2 separate regions of the Mus musculus genome follow, and region 2 is linked to region 1. Evidence: chromatin contacts called from public promoter capture Hi-C data. All regions are on one chromosome and are shown on one strand. Each heading gives the region's core, a stretch centred on a gene start, on an enhancer-like site or on the middle of the called end of the contact. The rest is flanking DNA. Distances are from core to core; before and after follow the strand shown. Region 1 holds the start of Ano2 (anoctamin 2). Region 2 overlaps Ano2 (anoctamin 2).

Region 1 (7,865 bases), core at 1,624-4,123:
CATCAAAAGTCCTAGACGATGGAGTCAGAAAAGATTTAGACATCTAGTCTGTCTTCTCTCTCTGACCCATGTACGGATAATGAAAATGGCCCAGAGAAGTCAAATGGCTTGCAAAGGTCAAGCAGTGTCTGAATGGCAGGTCCCTGTTCAAAACCCCAGTGCCTTACAGCTAGACAAGAACTCTCGGGCCACTCAGCGCAGAGCACCACAGTTGCTGGCCATCTTCCGTCATTCACATGGGGCTCAGTGACTGCTACATCTCCAGGTTTTTTGCCACCTGCCACTGCCTAGAGCAAACTGCACAAGAAGCTCTGTCACAGGGCACAGGCCATGATGATGCCTAGGTTTGGCAGAGAACTGAGTGGGGTAGACAGAGGGAAGGAAGCATAGATGAATGTTTTATATATCTCCTTAATAATTCAAAGGCTGTCATTTCTCCACATCCCCCCTGCTTCCTAACTTTGAGTCATTGCTAAGGTCAGCCTCTGGAGGAAACCAGATCCAGGGACACGGAATTGGCTGTCACTCTCCTGACTGATCACTTAACATTACCTGAGAACAAGGACAGCTGGCTAGTTTTCTTGTGATCTGCCCTTGGTGGCTGAATGACTATTCTCTTGTGCTATTTCACACACAAAAGCCAAGTCAAGAAAGCCATCTTCCAATTAAAAACACAGGAAGAGGGTCAGGTGGGCGGCCCTACTTTGCTTTTTATTGCTGGGATCAAACAGCTCCCCAAGAAAGGGTTTTTAGTTCAGCTTACAGCTCATAGTCTATCATGAAGGGAGTTCAGGGCAAGAACGCAAGTTGGGAACCTTTGGGTAGGAGCTGATTATATAGCACACAGAGGGGCGCTGCTTACTGGCTTGCTTCCCATGGCTTGTTCAGCCTGTTTTCTTCAAGAAGCCAACACTACCTGCCTAGGATTGGCACCTCCCACAGTGGGCTGGACCCTCTCACATCAATCATTTATGAAGAAAACGCCCCACAGATTTTTCTTAAAGGCAATCTTCTGGAGGCAATCCTTCAATTAAGGTTCTCTCTTCCCAGATGACTCTAGCTTGTGTCAGGTTGACAAAAACTAGTGCACATGTATGTCTCTGTGCATGTCTGTGTTCCTTTACCTAAAGGTTTCCTAAGGGCAGAGTCTGCCCTTGATACTAAGGACCCTATTTTTATGGTCACCTTTAGACCAAATGAGACAGAGTCTTAGCTTCACCTGACAACTTATCATAGCCTAGAGTCATCTGAGGCACTCTTAATTGAGGGATGGCCCAAGTAAGATTGGCTTGTGGTTCTGTCTGCTGGGGACTGTCTGGATTGATGCCTGATGTCAGAAGGCCCAGCCCACTGTGGGTAACACTATCCCCAGCAGCTGGGTCTTCACAGAGCTGAATTGAACTAGAGAGAGCCTGGAACAGTGTTCCTCCATGGTTCTTGTGTCTGGGGTTTTTGCCTTCAGTGTCTGCCCTGACTTCCCTCAATGATGGACTGTGACCTGGAAGTTTATGTATGTTCAATAAACTTTTTCTTCCCCAGCTGCTTTAAAATAGCAGCAGCAGCAGCAGCAGCAGCAGCAGCAGCAGCAGCAGCAGCAGCAACAACAACAACAACCACCACAACAAAACAAACAACAGAAAAGTAACTAGGGTAGCCCTTAAACATGTTTTAGGGGGTGTCATGGAAAAACTCCTTGTGGGAGGATGGAAGAGGGATGGATAGCAGGCGAGTGCCTTTTTAGTAATTTAGGAGTGGAGATGACATGGAGAAGGGTCCCTGGAAGCAGGAAGCAGGTGAAGGAAGGAGAACGAAGGGAAAAAGAGGGAGATGCGAAACTGCAAGGTGTTCTGAGCTGGGACACCAGAGCAGGCAGCCCGCTTTGGAACCTGGGGCACACAGACTGTGGACGCTTCATGTGTGAAATGGATAAATGGAAGTCACTGCCTCATAGACTGGAGGCTGAGACTGAAGTATGAATGCTGGGCAAAGCAAAGCACTTGAGAGACTCCCGAAGTCAAGAGGTTTAGATAGACACCAGCCATTAATCCTCGAGGCTGGACCACGATGCTTTCTGTTTTCTTTCCATTTGGTTGGGTTTCTGCCACTGTCTTCTGTAAAACAGGGGACAGACATCTCTCAGATTCAGCGATCACAAACAGCGTACTTGATGCTGATGTAATGCTTTCCCACCGAGGAGGAGGCATAACATCAAGGAGCGTCATTTGCTTCTGGCATCTTGGAATGTAGCTCACATCCTGGAAATGGCCCTTTGGAGGCTTTCTCTTCACCCCTCCTCTGTCCATGGTCAGGTCCCTAAGCCACTCTAGGAAAGCACACACCACTCTTGTCTCACAGCTTTTAAATTCTAGGCACACTCCTCACTGCCCTAGAGTCTCCTGGGGAAGCTCAAATTAACACATGCCCTCTCCCCTCTGCCCCTTGTCCTTGTGTACACTCGGGGCTGCATGTTTCCCCCCACCCCCTCCAGACCGGAGTAGCCTCATCTTGCTGTTTAAGTCCCTACTACTACTCAGGGCTATAGCCGGCAGACTGGTGCCACAGGAAGGAGGCTTCGCTGGGGACTGGAAACTAATCAGCCAGGCAGTTCATGAGATAATCCGGCTGAATTATCACAGGCGAGCCCGGCTGTGTGGCGCTCACTCAGGCTCCTGAGTGGAGTGGAGGAGCGCCAGCAGCATTTACTCCCTGGCCCGCAGCCCATGCATGACCCCAGCGTGTCTCTGGCTGCACCTGAGAAAGGGATCCTTTCTGGAAGTTGGGCTAGTCTCTGCGAAGGAGGAGCGCAGGGAACTGCCCAGGGAGAGGGATGGATTGGAGGAGGTGGCAGCCGCTGGCGAGGGGCGGGCACGTCCAGACAGAGCTGAGCCGCGATGGAATTAACTCCCTGGCAGCCACATAAGCCTATCCAGAGTGGAGCGAGGGCAGCCAAGGGGCTTGGCATCTGGGGACCAGCACCATGGCGGCCCCTGGGCTGCGAGGTAAGTTTCCCCTCCCCAGGACCCTGGCTCTCAGCATCCCACTAATTGAAGGAAGATGTGGAAGAGAAGGGATTCTAACACCTGTTCTTTGGGATGAGTGACGTCAAGTGGACTTCCCTGAGGTAGGGAAGGTGAGGGTGCCTGAGTAATTCTCTAAAGTCTTATTTTTATTTACATATTTTATCAAGGAGGGGACAAGTGGCAGAGGGCTGGTGTCCCCTCTCAGTGGCTGGTCACCAGTTCTACTTTGCTTCTCCTTGCTACATATAATCTGAGGGTAAGTAAGACCGTAGCCAGGTTGATCTGACAGTGCACTGAGGACACAGCATCCCTGTGGCCTCTGACACGAGCCACTTTCCTTGGGTGCAGGCAAGTACAGGTATGACATTTTCACAAGTGTTTTTTTTAGAAGAAAGGCAGACTGAGGTAAGGTTTGGGGGCACCAAGGATGTTATTTTACTGTGCCTTGAAAATCAGATCTATTGGGAGCTTGTCTTTGCTTGGGGTGGGAGTTGCTGGCTATTTTGTTGTTGGAGTTGGAATGAGAGGTGCCTGTGGCTTGGGAGTGAACAAGGTGAAGGGATTTGCAGGCAAGTGTTAGTCATAGTCCTACAAACAGATATTTCCAGGGATTATGTGGGCCCTGGCCAGGGAGGGAGGTCCTACTGAGGATGGTCAGACGTTAGCCCACAGGCAAGTGGCAGGTGGTAGGAGAATCTTAGACAAGATGTGTGTATGAGTATGTACATATGTGTATATGTGTACACATGTGAGTATATGTGTTTATGTTCTTGTGTATGAGTATGTATGTATATGTGTGTATGAGTATGTGTGTATATGACTGTGTGTATAAGTATGTATATGTGTGTGTATGAGTGTGTATATGTATGTGTGTATATGTATGTGTGTATATATAAGTGTGTGTATGTATATGTGTGAATGAGTGTGTGTGTGAGTGAATGAGTGTGTATGTATTAGAGTTGTAGAAACTGTTTCTTAAGATGACAGTGACACTCTTTGATCCCTTCACCTGTCTGAATTTTGAGACCTGACACCAGTCCCCTCAAGGAACCTCAGGGTCACTCTGCACCAGCTGCTAGACATCAAGGGCCCATGTGGTTCTGTTACTGTTCTGCCAGGCACTGCCATGCTGGTCTCTGAAGCCCCAGGAAGGCCCTGTTCAGCAGCCTCTTCTGTCCCCTGGTTGCCTCTATGTGTCTTAGCACCACAGTGGTAGCTGATTGAAGAGGTTGAACGGGGGTTGGGGGTGGGTTCCAGACACCAACCCAGGTCCAGCTCTTCTCTTATTTTCTGAGGATCTGATTTTTTTTTTAATCCCATCTATTCAGTGGCTCATTTCTGCCGGATGAGAGAAGCCTTCTATCCCATCCTGCACATGAGATGTCTAGAGCACAGGGAAACCATGAATTTGACAGCTCGAGATTGGGGGGAGGGGCTGGTACAAAAGAGCTTCCATCTCTGCTGGTCTTTACTTGTGGCCAGGTGGTTAAGGAGGACCTCTCTAAATAGGTAACATGGAGATACCTAGAGAATGGTTAGCAAAGAGATCATAGGACTCATGGCATGAAAGTGATGGGGTTGTCCAAGGACCAAGGGGCAGCCAGTGGCTGGAGCAGTGTGATCAGGAGGTCAGGGTCAGGGTCAGGGTCAGGGATAGGGTTGGGGTAAGTGGTAAGGATGAGTCTGACATTGTGTCTTACATCTGAGGCCAAATGTTCTTGTATCCAAAGGAAAATGAAGGCTATTCTTTATCAAGCACTCCAACGTACCCCAAACTAGCAGATGACTGACATAATAGCTCTGGGGGTGTGTGTGGGTCAGTACTCAGCTCACTTCACAGAAGGCAAACCTGATGTTCAGAGTAGCTAAGGACCATGCCTGTGATCACTCGCTCACCAGACTCTGTCATTGAAGGATGAAGCTGCTCTTGGACCACAGATCTCCCCCACCAACTCACCTTATTGCTTTTGTTCTATTTAAAAGAAGTCATTAGCAGGGAGTGTGGATGTCAGTAGTGGAGAATGGGAGATGCAGATGAGGCTGGGGCTGCTACAGTGGGTATTGGTATTGCAAGGGGGTTAGTCAAATGCTGTGGTCATATTGCAGGGAGGGCTGCTTCCTGGCACTGCTTCTGACCTGAAATCAGCATGGGTAGTTTATTTAAGGGGCTTAAGGCCAGACAGGCTAGGGCTATATACTTGGCTAGACTAAGAATAGCTACTGTCATTGAGAAAAATGTATGAACTTTCTGACAAGTCAGAAAAGGAAGTAAGTCACATGGCCCTCGCTGTCTATAAAAGGAGACCAGCATTAAACTTTAAAACGAATGTTATAAGCTGGGTCTGATAGCATATGCCTATAATCCCAGCACCCAGAGGCTGAAGCAGAGGAACTATGAGTTTAAGATCAGCGTAGAGATTATATCAAGGATCTGCCTTAAAACACTTTGTATCGATGCTTATATAAGATGTTGCCCAATATAAAGAGCTGTAGTTTTAGTAATAGATTTTATTTTATTTTATTATTTTATTTTGCAATGCTGGGGACAAAACCCAAGGCCTTCCACCTGCTAAGCTCTACTGCTGAGCCAAATCTCTAACACCCATTAGTAGGTTTTAGAGAGTATTATTCATGGATAGTTATTGGGTGGCTTCTGATAATTTAAAATAGAAGATGTTTCTGTTTTATTCTTATCTTACCAGTCTGCTTTGTTAAATTTTATTTTATTCATGTGTACGAGTGCTTTGCCTGCATGTATATCTGTGTACCATGTGCATGTATGGTGTCTGTGGGGACTTGGGGGGGGGGTCATTAGATCCCCGCCATGTGAGTTCTGGGATTGAACTTGGGTCCTCTGGAATTGCAGCTAGTGCTTTTAACTGCTGAGCTATTTCTCCAGGCCCTTTCTGTTACTTGTTTAAAATGGCTGATTGTAAACCATTAGGTTTATACGATTCATGGACTAAGTGGCCAAATCTCTAGTTGGAAAGGAAGTATATAGTCTATAGGAAACTCCATTTAATATTCCATGTAGACCAGTGGCTCTCAGTTTCTCATATGACAGACGCGTTCCTCAGGAACTACTTATTTCCCCCCCCATTGTTAGAGATAGTGTCTTACTATTAAAACTCGCTGTGTAGTCCAGGCTGTTATCAGGTGTGCACTGTCTTATCTCAGTGCTGGGATTACAAACATACACTACTACACCCAGCAGGGATTGTTCTCATTCAGGTTTCCACCCATTGATTGACCTCTCCTCTCAGCCCCAAGACCATTCTTAGTCCCTCATGGGGTGTCATTGTGCCAGTGACAGATCCTCTCAGCATGTGTTTTGCTGAACCGAGTCTACAGTTCACTGTTTTGAAGGCTATCTCATTTGGCTGGATGATAAGAATTAGCTTTCCCTTGTTAGTTCACAGGAGTCCCCTGACTGATTGGCAGCTTTTGGATGGGAAGCAAGCCTTAGTTCCTACTTTAGTTCTCATTCAGGTGAGGCCTCGTTCAGCCCGGTGAGTTGTATAAGCTTTGGTTTCCACTTTTCCAGTAGTTCAACTGTGATGCCCGCAGCTCTAGTTTTCTTTGTACATTTTTTTTTTTTTGGTAACTTTGCTGAAATCCTGAGATCTAGAAGTTACTATATTTGTCAACGTGATGACGATTCGATCACAGTTCTGCAGTGTGTTTGGTGTCCCCCCTTCTTTCTCTTCTTCTTCTGGAACTCTCACCATGTGTATGCTGGGCTGGTCGATCCTGTCCCGGGAGTCCTTGAGGCTTGCTAAATGCTTTTCAATCTTTTCTCTGCTCTCCGACTTGTTTCACTGATCTGTTTTGTTTTGTTCACTAACTGGGCTGAGGTAAGAAAATGCACAGTTCTAGGAATTCTATGTGGAAAAAAATAACAGCTGTATCTATATATAATTCCCATGCTATAAAACCTGCCTCTCCCCTGGGCTTGTTTTCATATATCCACCGAGTTCATAATAGACTCCATAATAGTCGGACACCTTTCCCTCACTCGCTCTGGTCCCTGGAAAGCAGTAATCTAACTTTATCGTATAGATTTGCTTATCCTGGATATACCCCATAACCACCTTATGCTCTGCGTCATTTGGTGTCCAGAGTCTTTCACTAAGTACAACTTTTGAAGGTTCAGTTACCTCCTGGCATAAATCAGTACTCTCTGTTCCTTTCTCTGGGTCCCCTTGTAAGCATGTACTACACTTTGTTAATCCATTTGTCAGCTGATGGACATTTGGGTTTCTCCTTTTTGACTACTATAAACGATGCTTCTTTGACCCCTCAGGAACAAAGTTAGTTTTTCTTCCTCTAGAGTATGTACTTGGGAGAATCGTCAGATCACATGACAATTCCACCTAACTTTTTTTTTAAAAGGAATCTCAAGTATTTTCCAAAGTGGCTGTGCTATTGTGTATTCTTGCTAGTGAATTTTGGTGGTTCCAATTTCTGAACAAACTCAGAAATACTTGTCATTGTTCATTGTTGGTAGAGTAGTCATCCTCACAGGTAGTGTGTTACATGGTTTTACAAGAGTCCATGAACAAGCGAAGCCTGTCACTACACATGAAGGAAAAGCTATTACACCTGGCAAACCCATAGGACGACAAAAGCAGTGTGTGCCTCAAACAGTATCAGTTCTTTCTACTGTCATGGCTTCCGTTTGGCCCCTTAACTTCCAGAACATACATTAGAGACTTGGTCATAGTACTAGGAATGGGTTCTACACACCAAAAATCTCGATGCTAGATGTCACAAAAGATAGGTAATTTGTGCTCAAGTGACTTGATGTTCTTGCTGTATAGACTGGATGCAAGGCCGCTGCCATTC
Region 2 (7,865 bases), core at 2,087-4,586, 160 kb after region 1:
GCCTGCTTCTTCTTGGAGAAGAGCACCATGGACCTGGGGAGGTATGGTGGGTGCTGCCTCAGACTCAGCCTTCCCACAGGAAAGCAAGGAGTCAGTGCTACAGGAAAACTTTGTGACCAGCCTCCCTGGGAGCTTTGGGTAGCAACCATATCCATCAGTACTTGACCTTCAGACATAACTTCCTCTTTGGTAATGTTGTTACTTGTCCTGATATAGATCTGTCTTCTCCCATGAGAACACTGAAGAATCCCCTTCCTCTTTATGTAAGGGGAAAGTGTAATAGGAGTTTCTCTGCCCTATGAGTGGTATGAATAATGACACAGAGGCTTTTAAATATTTTACAGCTTTGGCCTTTCAGATAGGGCAGTCGCCCAGCTACTCTAAACAATCTGGCTCTCTTGTCATAGCCTGCAGTGGGGCTAGCTCTATGCCTTCTCTGATCTACTGCGGTCTGGCCTGTTCCCTCTGTGTCTCTCTCCCAGTTCTCTGTCTCAATTCTTTACCCAGCATCTCTCTCTCAGAAGTTCTGCCCTCCACTTCCTGCTCAGCTATTGGCCAATCAGATAGAACTTTAGATCGCCCCTGGGCTAGAGAAGAAGAATGTATATTTACAAAATATGAGGCCCCCAGGGATGGGTCATAAAAATCACATCAAAATCTTGCCAGTATTTAGCTCTTTGCTGGTACAGAATTAACAATGAAATATGCAGAGACACACCTTCACACAACACACCCCAACAGGAAAGGGTTCATGTTCTAACTTTCACCCCTTACATCCAGTAGAGGCAAAGTCAGATGATTCTTCATTCTCTTCTGGCCCACTTTCCCCTCAGGAAGTTGTGAAGTGTGGAACACACAAAGGCATGCTGGCTTGAGGGCAGACAGGAATCTTCTGCCTGAGCACTTTCATATGCTGTTCTATTGAATTTGCAACAGAGGAATGGATGCAGAAAATGTGGTACATTTACACAATGGAGTACTACTCAGCTATTAAAAAGAATGAATTTATGAAATTCCTAGGCAAATGGATGGACCTGGAGGGCATCATCCTGAGTGAGGTAACCCAATCACAAAGGAACTCACACAATATGTTCTCACTGATAAGTGGATATTAGCCCAGAAACTTAGGATACCCAAGATATAAGATACAATTTGCTAAACGTATGAAACTCAAGAACGAAGACCAAACTGTTGACACTTTGCCCCTTCTTAGAATTGGGAACAAAACACCCATGGAAGGAGTTACAGAGACAAAATTTGGAGCTGTGACGAAAGGATGGACCATCTAGTGATTGCCATATCCGGGGATCCATCCCATAATCAGCTTCCAAACGCTGACACCATTGCATACCTTAGCAAGATTTTGCTGAAAGGACCCAGATATAGCTGTCTCTTGTGAGACTATGCCGGGGCCTAGCAAACACAGAAGTGGATGCTCACAGTCAGCTATTGGATGGATCACAGGGCCCCCAATGGAGGACTTAGAGAAAGTACCCAAGGAGCTAAATGGATCTGCAACCCTATAGGTGGAACAACATTATGAACTAACCAGTACCCCGGAGCTCTTGACTCTAGCTGCATATGTATCAAAAGATGGCCTAGTCGGCCATCACTGCAAAGAGAGGCCCATTGGTCATGCAAACTTTATCTGCCCCAGTATAGGGGAACGCCAGGGCCAAAAAGGGGGAGTGGGTGGGTAGGGGAGTGGGGGGTGGGTATGGGGGACTTTTGGGATAGCATTGGAAATGTAAATGAGGAAAATACCTAATAAAAATTAAAAAAAAATTCAAGAAGGTAGGGTCATTTTGTTGAACAGAGTCACTAATTTGTTGGGGAATTTGAACCAGGCCAGTATGAAAGTACTGTGAAGGTTGTATACCAAGTGAAGCACTCAGCCAGGGGTGTGAAGGCAGCTGGAATTTATCTTGTGCACACTAAGGAACAAACCTTGGTGACTTTTCCTACTCCTGATATAATGGTCAATAATCTTGTCTTAGATGAAAATTTACTTAGCTTTGATATCTCCATCTGCCAAATAAGGGTCAAGTTGTGGATCCTCATGCTAAAGAACTTTGAATTTTGAAATCTGTCCCCCAATTTTTTTGTAACTGGTGCTGCTATTGCTGTTGCTGGTGCAATGATGGTGCTAATATATTATTATTATTATATTATTATTATTATTATCTCATAAGATTAGGTTTCTGTTTGTGGCATTGCCTTGTTGATCTGCCTTGTTGGTGGTGATTTTTGACAACTCTTGTAATATCCCTTACCTACGCTCCTTTACTCTATAAAAGAACAGAATTATAGGAGATCTAACTTTCAACTCCATTCATAACATTTTATGTTTGATACTTGAACTGTGTGCTATTGGGGTCCTGACATAAGGATAGTTGAGGACAGTAAAAACCAATAGGGGATGGAAAGTGTGCTCTAAAGAGCAGCAAACAGGGAGATGGTTAGTTAGCACCCCTGCTTCTTCAGGGGCACGAAGAGGGAGGCATATACAATCCAAAGGAAGCTATGCTCAGGTGATTAAAATGACCCCCCAGTTGGAGCTGTTACACTGGCTCCTTTTTAGCTAGAGAGCTGGAAATGATTAAGGCCTCACTGTCTAATTCCTTGGCCAAGCTAAAGGTCAAAGAGCCCAGAGAGCCACTTGGTGCAGCCTGTGGATGTGAGGCTCTGTGACACAAAGAATATGGACAAGGGTCCCCTGGATCCCCATGGACTTCATTTCCAAAGTGAGGCTGACTCCTTGGACATTGTGTGAATATTATGAGGATGTGACTTTAAGTAGAAATGTTATGTATTTGGATATTACACGATTAAATTCAGTGACAATCTTATATAAAACTCCCTTCATAAAGACAAATGCATTCCTTTTTAAGCAAATGTGGCACATGATGTTTATGTTCTCACATTAAATTATATAAGAAAGAACCCACGATATTCTAACATATATTTTTAAATACCAGAGTATGTCATCTTTCGTTTGGAGAACGATGTCTATAAAACAAAGATTCAAATTTACTATCATATTTCACCATGAAAGTAGACAAACTGCCCCACTTTTTAAATAATAAAATAGTTCATTTATTTTACTTTGTTTTTAATTTAGTTTTGAGAATTTAATGTCAAATGAATGTAATCATATCTGCCCCCATTTTCCTTCTTAACACACCCAGATACCAATGACACATTTTTATTCCAATGAAATATCCTCCTCTTCTTTAAAAAAAAAAAAATACAAAGCCCAACTAGTACTGAACATACGTGAGTGGGTGTGGTGTCTGCCATCCATTGGCGTATGGCCAATTTATCTGTAGGCACACCCCAATGAAGAATGATTCTCCTTCTCCCAGCAACTATTAACTTCAAATAGCTCCTCAGTTATGAGCACGGCCTTATGGCTCCCTCCCCCCCACATCCATGCAGGAATTTTAGATGACTTGATCTTGTGCAGGTCTTGTGTAGGTAACCACGGTTCCAATGAGTTCATCAGTGCAGTGGACATGGTACATCCAGAAGACAGTAGTTTATAGACGTCCTCCCCATCCTCAGACTCTTTCTTTCTGCATCTTCTTCAGTGATAGTCCATGAACTTTGGTGGAGGTGAAGAGCTGATAACAATGTCCTATTAGGGATGTGCACTCAAGGGTCATTGATTCTTTAACACTTTTATCAATTATGAATCTTGGCACTGACTGCTTAGCATTGATTGCTACCCACTGCACAAAGAAAGGTCTCTAACCAAGGTTGAGAATAGCCTAGGTCTGTGAGTATAAATGTAACTAGTAGGCTGCTTGAAAAGATCATTTAGCAAAATAACGACAGTAGGTTACCTGCTAGAATTATGTAACAAACACTGTTGTTGAAGACACCAAACATGATGGCTTCAGAACACAGAGAAATCAAGCTCTAGCCCACAGGGAGCTGTCCTCTCTGCTGACTGGCTGGCTTTCGTTCTGCCAGAAAGTGCCACTCAAGCTTCCTGGAAAGGAGATGGATCAGTGATCTTACGCAGTGCTGGAGCCCGAATGCTGTACTGATAGGCACTGATACAAGAGTGCCATGACTACTATGAGAGAACCAACTACTTTATGATCGCTTTTGGGGTCTGTTCCATGGGAGGAAATCCATGCCTACTACTGTAAATCTGATCAAAAGTACAGCCTTTAAAAACAGAAATTTGTTATGTTTGCCTTTTGAGTTAAACACCTGGCTGATTTACCTAAGTAGATTTCACTCTCCAGATGATGAGCAAAAGAGAAAGGTTTAGATTACCATTGCAAAGACTTCTTAGTATGGTCTTCCTAGTAGGGTGAATAGAGTCAGTTTAGCTCCCAATAACCGATCGATCAGCCAACTGTGTCCAACGATCATATTATCTTCCTTCATTTTAAGCACTGTGTTTCGGAACAAAGGTGCCTTTCCATGTAGTATGATTTTTTTTTGAGTTACATTCAAGTATTTACTTTCTATTATAATAACCAAATCCTAAGATAATGAGAAAATAAGGAGACAGAGGCCCTACAATCTCATTTGAGAGTACACTACCCCCAGTGTCCCAAAGACCACCCTCTAGGCCTCAACTCCTAAAGCCCCCCAATATTACTATGGGCTGGAGATGAAGACTTCAGTGCCTGAACCACGCGGAAATACTTCAGATCTAAACTGTAGCAGCACACATGCCTCTTTGTGAATACCTCATGCAGGCCAGTTTGTGGAGTTTGTTCTTCCCATCTCCACGCTCTACGCTTCAGTGCTATATCTCGCCATCAGTGTTCCTTATGTTTCCATCTTTATTTAAAGATTTTTTTCCTGGGTACGAAGTAAGCAATATTTAAGGATGAGAATAAAAACACTGTAAAATGGCCAAAACCACCAGGCGATAAGTGATCGCGGGCTGGGCACGAGCATGTGTCTCTAATCACCACTTGACACACACTTGGAAGCTCATGCTATTCACTCAAACAGAAGATGCTGAAAGACCTGCTGTATTTATTGACTTTTTGCAAATAGAAATTGGAACTGATACCATCACTGCCTTTGTGATATAAACCCTTTTTTTGGAAATCAAAGGGCTTTATAAACTATTGGATGGAGAAATTCATTTTAGACAATCCTTGGTTTTCCTTCCAGTCTTTTATTAAAATGGAAAATAGATGGTAATGATGTTTAATCTTGGAAGCTTAAGGCTATGTTCTCATCTACTCTGTCACTTAGAAGACTCGTGTCATAGGTAGAGGACAGGTTGACGTCAGCTGGCCTTGAGTTGGACCCTGAGTTCATGTTAGCTCTATTGTCTTACATACTGTACGATGCCCTCAGAGTTCATACAAATCAGAGTTCATCCTGGCAATTTTTGTATGCACCTCCTCTCTGTCTTCCCCCTCTCTGTGTGACAAGCTGGGCATCCATTAAACAAACACTGTGCTTCTGTGAGGTATCTGGCATACTCTTGGCACTAAAGGACGGGAAGTCTCCACTTTCATGGGGGCTTCCATCTTAACCGTGGAGATGGAGTAAAGCAGAAACGGAGGAAAGAGGGTAGGGTAGTGAGCTACATTAGGAGTGAGCTTGGTGCCACTGAGGTGGGATGAGTGCACAGGGCTGTCGGAGGTGGTTTGGGTTAGCCAGAAGAAGTGAAGAAATGAGCAGAGGCACAAGCAATGGCCTGGACCCCAAGGTAGGAACAGATGTAGTGTGTTTAAGGAATAGTATGGAGCCCCACTTGTTAGGAGCAGAGCAGAAGATGGGCTCCAGGTCAAATGAGGCCTTATAGGTCAGGAAAATAATTTGGGGTGTTTTATTTTTTATATGGGAAAAAGAAAATTATCTTAGGAAGAGGAATGTCACACCTGATGGAATTGTGAAAGAATTCTCTCAACTCTATGCAAAAAGACATCACAGGGAGAGGAGAGAAGCAGAGAGGCCATTCACCCTGGGCTATGATTCAGGTTATAGAAGTTATTATAAAGGCTCTCCAAGATCTAAAAATAGATCTATATGACCCAACTATACCAGTTTTGGGTATATACGCAAAGAAACCTAAGTCATAATATAACATAAATACCTGCATATGCATGTTTATTGGAACATGATTCCTAATAGCCAAGATTTGGAACCACTGTCTATGAGTAGTAGAAATGAGACAGGCTTGGGACTGTAAGGTCCAGACAGTGAGTGTCTCACACCATGGTCTCTGCTGAGAGTGAGGTTTCCTACCCTCTTCTATCCACAGTAGCAGTTCGCTTCCCCCTTTGCCTAAAAACTGTTATGTGAACCAGATAATGGGGGCACCCTTGAGAGAAAAGATAACACTCTGACTTTTTAAGTTGACTGAGAGGTAGACCAAAGAAACTACTAGTGAAAAAATATCTGACGGAAACAACTTTAGAGAGCAAGGGTTTACTGTAACTCACAGTTTCAGGGGCTCTGTCCATGTTTAAGTGGCACTGCATATGGGCAGAATACCATAGTGGCAGGAACATGTGGAGGAGAACTGTGCTCTTCGTGACTCATCAGGAAGCAAAGAGAAAGTCAGGCATGACCAGGAATAACATACCCTAAGGACCCATCCCATTGGCCTACTTCTTCAATTAGGCTTCATCCCTAAGTTTCACCACCAACTGAGAACCATGGATTTAAACCATAATCTTTGAGGGATAGAACGCATATTCAGTGTACAATAGAAGCTATTGAGTCAACCTGGACTGTTTTTGCACATGCAATTCTAACTTTTGCCTTACACTAATGTTAACTTGCTTTTCTAAGGTTCAGAAAGCAGAGAGGGCAGGCATACTTACCACGAAGTTCTCCACTCAAGGCTGGGCATGCAATACTACTAAATGAATGTCACACTCCCTTCATTGCTCTTTAATATTGGCTCCTTACAAACTGCAGTCCACTTATATTGTCCCAGAGAAATGTATAAAGAAGGACATAAAGAATTAGAATTTAAGAACAGTGTTAGTCCCATCCCTGGGTCTTACCAGGGAGGGAGTTTTGTTGGCTTGCCTGGCTTTTGTGGCTGGAAGTCTCCCCATCCCCATAACCCCAGCATTGGTTATAAGTTTATTATAAGTGTGCACTGTGTTGTTGACTTTCTTTTTTAGGGTGGGATTTGAGGCTTTAGCTCAGGGCTCCGCACTTGTGTGGCAGATGCTTTCCAAATCAAACGGTCATTTCAGTGTCTTAAACGGGTCAGAAGAAAGGTCAAAATTATTCCTGTCACCCGTCAGGCTGATGGGCTGGGGTAGGGTTGGAAACAGAGGTTGTCTCTGGACTTCACCCTGTTGGCATTTTTCATGGAATTAAACCAACAAATTAAACCTTTTGTATTTATTGGTCAACTGGTTATTTTATTCTATTCAGTGTTATCTTCAAGTCTTTTGCTCACTTCTCAGTTGGGTCATCTGTCTTTTTCTTACTGACAGGTAGAAGTCCTTTGTATACTTTAGCTTAGACACCCTGTGTTGACCATCTTCATGAGAACATCTTTCCCCAGTATGTTGCCTGCAGTGTCCCTCAGTCATTGTGTGTGAGCAGAAGTTCTTCATGTTAATCCAGAGTGAAGTGATATGCCCAGTAACCATTAGCATGTGTTTATCTACAATGCTCTCATAAACCTAGCTCATCTAACTTTCATACTAACAAAATTTGAAATGAGGGTAAACAAAGGTAAGAGAAATGGAGACTCCATCTCAGGGAATGGCAGGAGCAGCGTGCCTATGCAGCCCTTGCTGTTCCAGAGGCTGTGTTCTGGGCTCTTTTGTGTCCCCAAAGGTGCTAGCAGACATCTCATAGACAAGATGCAGTTCTTGCACATCTATTTGACTTCCACAATTGAATATAAATAA

What was found. Promoter capture Hi-C pulls out the DNA fragments that hold promoters and counts their contacts.
Region 2: a promoter capture Hi-C map of hippocampal neurons shows a contact between it and region 1, with 2.0 times the contacts expected there. The contact joins the enhancer-like site here to the promoter of Ano2 in region 1. A contact is called at or near these places in 4 of 39 promoter capture datasets (hippocampal neurons, second pharyngeal arch cranial neural crest, stem cell-derived epiblast-like cells and 1 more), 1 of 115 datasets of contacts at active chromatin or transcription factors (embryonic stem cells) and 1 of 9 other capture datasets (embryonic stem cells).

The regions. Positions count from the first base shown.
Region 1 is chr6:125,687,746-125,695,610 of GRCm38.p6, forward strand. It overlaps Ano2 (anoctamin 2), which reads left to right and starts at 2,874. Exons shown (of 25, transcript NM_001364562.1): 1 at 2,874-2,999. The coding sequence starts at 2,978.
Region 2 is chr6:125,848,080-125,855,944 of GRCm38.p6, forward strand. The region is part of intron 10 of Ano2 (anoctamin 2); the gene reads left to right. Among named protein-coding and RNA genes, the nearest start is that of Gm24947, 32 kb to the right of the region's middle. Within about 2 kb of position 3,337, at least 1 of the 459 cell types and tissues checked has an H3K27ac peak or open chromatin away from gene starts, as enhancers often do. A contact at or near this core is called in hippocampal neurons, where this site is marked.